2 separate regions of the Mus musculus genome follow, and region 2 is linked to region 1. A link is a contact called in public Hi-C data. All regions are on one chromosome and are shown on one strand. The core of a region is the stretch at or near the end of the contact, and the rest is flanking DNA. Distances in the headings are between cores, read along the strand shown.

What was found. A called contact is a pair of places that touch in the nucleus more often than the background predicts.
Region 2: a Hi-C map of olfactory sensory neurons shows a contact between it and region 1, with 4 times the contacts expected there. The contact joins the enhancer-like site here to the promoter of Fezf1 in region 1. A contact is called at or near these places in 1 of 39 promoter capture datasets (cranial neural crest), 5 of 484 Hi-C or Micro-C datasets (embryonic somatosensory cortex, immediate neuronal precursor, liver and 2 more), 5 of 115 datasets of contacts at active chromatin or transcription factors (embryonic basal ganglia, embryonic forebrain, embryonic midbrain and 2 more) and 1 of 9 other capture datasets (embryonic stem cells).

The regions. Positions count from the first base shown.
Region 1 is chr6:23,246,416-23,249,893 of GRCm38.p6, forward strand. Fezf1 (Fez family zinc finger 1) reads right to left here and starts at 1,849. Exons shown (of 4, transcript NM_028462.1): 1 at 859-1,849; 2 at 481-615; 3 at 100-232. The coding sequence starts at 1,659.
Region 2 is chr6:23,381,000-23,384,477 of GRCm38.p6, forward strand. It overlaps Cadps2 (Ca2+-dependent activator protein for secretion 2), which reads right to left. Exons shown (of 30, transcript NM_153163.4): 16 at 1,882-2,005; 17 at 58-78. Among named protein-coding and RNA genes, the nearest start is that of Fezf1, 130 kb to the left of the region's middle. Within about 2 kb of position 1,857, at least 22 of the 459 cell types and tissues checked have an H3K27ac peak or open chromatin away from gene starts, as enhancers often do. A contact at or near this core is called in embryonic basal ganglia and olfactory sensory neurons, where this site is marked.

The DNA.
Region 1 (3,478 bases), core at 599-3,098:
AGCAGGTACACTTTAGAGGTCATTAAAAAAAAATCCCGAGAATATCCAGTATAACTTTCCTATGACCACCCTGAGAAAGACATCTCCTGTGCTCAATACCTTTTTGATGAAATCCTTTGCCGCAGAATTCACACACGAATGGTTTGTAGCCCGCGTGAATTCGGGTATGTGTGTTTAACGTGGAACTTCTGTTAAATGCTTTACCGCACTGGTTGCACTTGTGAGGTTTCTCCTAAGCAGCAGAGAGAAAGGGAAGAATAGAGAACTTAATTTACAGTACTTGGTTATTGTGATGCGGAATCCTATCATCACCATACACTTTGAAGCTTTTAAACAGGTCAAAGATAACAACACAAGGCCTCCCAGTCCAGCCTCCACAGCCCAGAAGGTCTTATGCTAAAGAATGAGGCTATATCGATGCGTTTTTCCCCCCAAATGGTTCCAAAGCCTTTCGGGTAAACTTCTGACGGAGGAACATACCTGTGTGTGAATGATCTTATGCCGGCAAAGGGTGCTAGCTTGCCGGAAACCTTTCCCACACACTTTACACACGAAGGGTCTGGCTCCTGTGTGTACCGGCATGTGACGGGTTAAGTTATAGTGCGCATTAAAGACCTTAAAAATTAAACACAAAGGAAAACAGGTTAACGGAAGCACAGATTGGATCCAAAGTGATAAAAAGGAGGGAGGGGGCAAAACAAGTTTATACTTCCACTCCCCAAATACTAAAACAGAAGCGAGGGATGGAGAGAGGAAGGAAGAAAGGAAGGAAGGAAGGAAGGAAGGAAGGAAGGAAGGAAGGAAGGAAGGAAGGAAGGAAGGAAGGAAGGAAGAAGGAACTCCTGGCATAAGACTTGCCTTGCCGCAGACTTCACAAGTGAAAACTTTGGGCTTGGCATTTGGAGAGCCGCGGCTGAAATCCGAGGTTTTGAAAGCGATTTTTTCCGACAAAAGTTGGGCGCTTTCTTTCATGTAATGCTGCAGCTGAGCCTGGGACAGGTCTTTGAAAGCTACTCCCGAAGGGAGTTTCTCCACTGCCGGTACAACCAGTTTATTCCTTTCGGCTAAATACGTTTTGGGCTGTGGGTGCAAAGGGGAACTGAGAAAGTAGGAGGCCACCGGGTGGATGTTCACGCTCGCAGCCGGGTGGCACGGGCCGTCACCTCGGTTCAGGTAGCACAGGGCACCCATGGCGTGAAACGAAGAGTGGTTGACCACACGCGGCCTTACCAGCTTGTACTGCTGTAGTGGCAATGCGTCGCGGGCCAGGTCGCCCTTAAGACTTAGCGCGCAGTTGAGCAGGTCGCTGCAGCTGAACGCCGGCGCAGAGGGCGCCACCGCGGGCGGCGCCGGAACCTCCAAACTCGCCTTGCGGGGCTCTGAGCCATTCACTCCCGCTTTGGAGTTCGTGTCGTACGCCACGGGGACGAAAGGGATCATGCAGGGGATCGACGAGTTGAGATGCAGAGAGTGCTTGGGGTCCCCTTTGGGCACGGCTCCCTGCAGGAAGTGGGGGACCGGCAGGGCCTTAGGCTCAGGGGTGCGCGCCATGATTCGTTCGATGGAGAAAGCCAAGGGTTTAGATGTGCTCATCACGTTGCCCCGAGCTGGAGCAGTCGCTAGCATTTTGGTGGTCGCGTTGAGGCAGCTACTGTCCATGACTGAGTCGCCAGCGTCGGTCAGCCGGGGTTGAGTCGCGGGATCGTTGCCTTGTCCCCTGCTTGTCACAGACCTGCGGAGAGGACAGGCACCGTCACCACCAGCAGCCTCCTCCTCCTCCTCCCCAGCATCACCAGCCGAACCTGCCTGCCCAGCCCAATGGACTCCTGCCAGCCCATCGCAGAGTTCTTGGCGCACCAATGACTCGGGGACAATCACTACTTATTTCTATCAATAGAAAGTGTTGTGTCAATAACGCAGCCAAGATCTCGCCAATCGTTAACTTCCAAGAGGAGAAGGTAAACTAGATAATTGCTCAATTCGCTTCCAACAGTCAACAGGAAAACTTTTTTTCTCTCTGCAGTCGGTGACTACTTTTCATTGGTGAGAGAGCTTCCCCCGCCCAGAAGAGGCGGGGGCGCTCTCTGCAACGCGCAGAGCCCTCCCCGACGCGCAAGCACTCGCCCGCACACACTTCTCTACCCTTCAGCTGCCCCTCCCCCTAGCTTCCTCTGTCTTTTTAATTCTCAATCTGCTTAACCAGGCTTTAGAGGCCAAGCAAATCTGAGATCAATTTTCTCGTTTAGCTCTAAGTGACATCATCTAAAATCATTGTGCTAGGGCTAAATAAGGAAACAGAGTCTAATTCAGGGGCAAATGCCAGGCTATATTTATCAAACGCCAGGCTCTAGAAAGCCTTGACCAGGAAACCTCTGACGGCAAAATCCGAGGTTTCTGTGCTTGGCTTGCCTGAGCTCAGTTCGGGCCACGATGCCTCCTCCTACGCAGCCCACTTTCATCCTCCGGGACTCGAGGGGGTCTGGGGGGTGAGGTCGGGAGGTGGTGCTCATTCCCTGAATCAAGGAGTCGCTGCAGCTCGAGCCGCGTCTGGACCGTTTGGAAGACACCAGCAGGTAACTGGCCTCCCAAAATGCCCTTGAGATGTAAAGGCCTTGGGAGGCTTGTTATGCGTTTGTGGTTTTGTCAAAGCGATGCCCATGGCAATAGGCCTGGGAAAGACGCACCAGCACCACAAAGTTGAGTTGCAAAGAATAAGAGGGAGCCACACGGCCAGAGACCTAGACGCGGATTGAACTCACACAAACACACGCGTGAGCGCGCTTCCTTGAGTTTCCAGAGAGAACCCCGAAAGGGCATTTCTCCAAAGAACTTGCGCCCACTGCTCTTCCAGAGCAGAGGGTTTTAAACGTGGAGCGGAGAAGGGGAATACAATCTGTCGATCCCTACCCTGGCTGCCAGCGTCTGCGTGCGGCTCATCAGTGCACGCGATACCCCGCGTGTCTGTGCGCGCAGACGAACAAAGTGTGGTGGTCACGGACCATTTCTGCCCCCCCCCCCCGAGCGTTTGGAGACCCTAAGCGTCCCCTACCCCCCCCCACCCTCCCCCGCGCGCCCAGCGCCCTCCTGGTGTGACGCCTGGGGCCCAAATTCGCTAGCTGGGCGAGCTTTCCATGAAAAGGCCGGACGCTGAGGCTCCCATTGCGCGGGTCCCCGCGGCTCCCGCCCGAGTAGCGGCGCGCGCCTTCCCCGGAGAGGTCAACCGGGAGCCTTCGGTCGCCGAGAGCAGAACCCCAGGCACGCTCCTGGGGCTGCGGACCGTAGACAAACCCCCGCCGTTCTCAAGCCAGTTCCCGGAGGAAGCTGAGCGATGAGCCCTGAACCGCCTCCTGGAGGCCGCGGGAAGGAGCTGCCGGCAAACTCCAAGCACCGTCAGCCTGGTGAGTTAACTCTACCGTGTGTGGACCAAGTATCCGCCAGGTATCTGGCCAAGAGTAAGATGTGCTGTCCTCTGGTGAGA
Region 2 (3,478 bases), core at 607-3,106, 130 kb after region 1:
AAATATCATATACCACCACATTTGAAATAATGGCGCGTGCATGCAGAGACATATTACCTGTTTCCTTTTCTGCGGGCCCTAAAACATAAGAAAAGAGAATTTAAGGCCAAGCAAGCAAAGAAAACTAGCCCATCTTTCTTTTCTTCTTTTTACAAATGAAAATCAGAATAGGAAGGGTAGAAGCAGAAATTGAAAAAGCATGCAAGTTTTTACTCAGTGGATGAGCAATGTTTTTTGTTTTTGAGGTAAGGCAGCGTGGCAGTAATTCGGCAGATTACTTTTCTAGAATATTGTCTCATTAGACTCCAGGAAAGGAGAACACGGGAGGGTCCCTACTTTCTCTCCACTTGGTTTTAGGACAAACATCTCCATGTATGGATCAAAGAAGATCCTCTGTGTCCTTCCCAGTGGGCGCTACAACCATAAAGCACTGAGCTAACCTGTGAATGGGAGCCTGCCATCCATCTCAGAGTTCTCGCAGAGCAGCAAAGCATTGCCAGAGGAGCTCAGAAAGACAAAGTTCTGTCTGCACATTTTAAACTGGAAATATATTCGTACAAAAGGTATTATAATGCCTAAAGATCCCCACACACTTTCCTCTGAGATACTTGAACTGTTTTAATGTCGGTTCATGGATAAGCTCTTTCAATCACATTTGGAACCCTCAACACTCCCCAACACGAAAGCTACGTGGACCGAGTATTCACAAATGAAAACCAAAGTGTTCATCTTCCACTTCCTTCAAACGACCGAGTGTTCACTGCGTTTGCTTTAACACAACATGATATCATAATTAATGATGTTAAGCTGGTAACTAAGGAGGTTTCATGTTGTTACTCTCTTGATATAATATTGGTTGCTATGGTGATGAGATGGCTTTTTTGTTAATCACTCAGGAGGTTGGTTATCACATGCTTGTTAGAGAGCTTGTCCAGATTTGGAGATAAAAAAAGGGAAGACAACATTTCTCTTTTCCACTGGCTGAATATTTATAAAATTATTGTAATACCAATTAATTATAAATTAACTGTCCACTAAGCACAATCTAAAAATACTAAAAGTGACTGATCTTTGTCTACAGGATGGCTTCCCTCTTATTTTAAGATATAAATATTTAACAAAACACAAACTTTTCCTTTCTTTCTGGTAATGACCCCTGTGTGATGTATGTCAGCTTCATGACAATTCGAACAAATAACTTAAAATCTTTCCCGATACTTTGAAGTCAACCAGTTCAAAAGCCTGAAATATCAAAGCTGATCTTGTGACTCAGCTGTACCTTCCCATCTACTTATCTCTAAACATTTAAAATATCAGTGTCCTTAATGAATAAAGCTCGAAGAAAGAGAGAAAGTGCACAGTCCTCTCAAGAGGTCTAATCTTTCAAATGCATCAATATAGAGCCAGCAATTAACAGCGGCAGGAAGTTCTCCCCGCTTACTCCAGCCCACATAACAATCAACAAGTTTCTTCCACCACCGAGTGACAGTGCAGATCAGAAAATAAAATTACATAATGCTACACTGACACCAATCAGCAAAGCATCCACAGCCCATAGTTTAAATGTTAGACATACTTACAGTAATGTCAAAAAAATACAACCCATGAAAACACCTTTTGGTTTCTCGAAAACTCAAAATAAGAACAAAGGACAACTTAAGCATGGATCCTGGGTCTTTCATTCAAGCCGAGTCCCAGGAGGCATATTAAAGCGATGAATAGGAAAAAGCGCTTCAGTTCGCCAGCTGAGATTTTAATGAGACATTTCCCTTTGCCTCGGCACAGGATTGTTCAGGGAAGGAAAGGACTTCTCATAGAAAATTCAGTTAATAGGCATTGTCGGCTCTCACAGCCACTTCAGCAATTGCTCAGGGCACTGACCTTCTATTTTGGCATATTCTGTGAGCCTAGTGTAATTGATCAAGGCAGCTTTCTCCAGACATTTTCTGACCACTTTCTTCACCTCCTCCGCAGGGATAGGAGTGGCAATGTCTTTCATTAAAACCTACAGAGAGGAGAGAGAAGCAGGGTGGGTGGGAAAAGGAGAGAGGAGAGACATTGCATAAAATACATTCTAAAAACAAATTACACAAATTGCCCCAGCCCTGAGTGTTCCTGGGAAGGGGGAGGGGCCTTCTGTAACTTGTGGGAAGTAATGAGTCTGCACTTCACAACTGGGACCTAATCCTTCAGCATTGGTTCCTCCTGTCTAAGCCTCATTTGTGAACATCAAAACCTCCCATAGGCCAGGTCCCCAGGATTCAGGGTGACAGTCACTTCTCCTCCAGGGATCCACGACACCATTAGAGCAGCTGTTTCAGATCAGGATTACAGCCCTTGGCATAAGTGATAAACAAAGTTTGTCTTGTATAGCCCTCAGGTAAGAGCCCCAGGTCTTCTGAGTTATATGTGGAAAAATCGTAGGAAACAATTCTAGCACGGATGGGCATAATTCTGGAGCAGTGTAAAGATTACAAATGAGACATTATTAATTGTGACCTGCTGCGGACAGGGTGCTGCAGTATGAAAAGAGGAAGGGGCGTCTTCGCCTTCGTGGAACAAGTGCTTTATGTGAGATCAAGCTCTTGACATGGGGACATTTCCTTCAGTTTCAGATTAAAATGAAGGTTTTTCTCTGCTGGGTCCCTAAAATGTATTCTTGGACAGTTTTCCTTACCATGTTTTTTTGTTAACAAGGAGCCAATAGTTATATAAACAAATTCAAAAGGTAACTTTAAACGTGTTCTAACAATACATTAATACTTTTCATTACAACTCCTATTGTAAATTGTGAGTCATTGTTAGGCAGACTATTTTCTCATGTGTTTAATGTAATTGTTATGCTTTGTTTATATTCAAACAATGATACATATGAGAAAAGTGTAATAAAGGTGATTTTTTAAAGTGTAGTACGTATTCTACTAATCTCTTAAATTGCAATAAGCACTAAAGAACCTGGAAATACCCATGGAAACTTTAGTATTTTAATCTCTTTTTACCAATCTTTGAGCACTCTTGAATTGGTTCCAGTATGCAAGCATCAATAACCCCTGACAGCATTTTCAAATGTATTTAGGCAAGCTTTTCTTTCTTGAAGTCAGCTACCTTTATCATTTATCAGGTCTTTTATTATCAATTTCAATTGTGACATATATTTGGTACTTCAGAAATAGAAAGTAGATACTTTGTAGCCTGAAAACAAAAACAAAAACAAAAACAAAAAACAAAAAACCTGTGCAAAGTCCAGGTTATATGCTTATACATGTTTGTATAAGCATAGAATATAAATTATTATATTTAATGAGACCTTTGCCAAAATTTACCATCAAGATGCTGCTGTTGCATATATAGGCTTATGAATTTTACTTAAGCTTCTCACACTGAGAGACTTCAAATAGTAGAAAGAGTAGCAAGAAATGTATAGAATATATATGTATGCCCCAGAGGTGAAGCTAGGATTTAGATATTATTTCATATT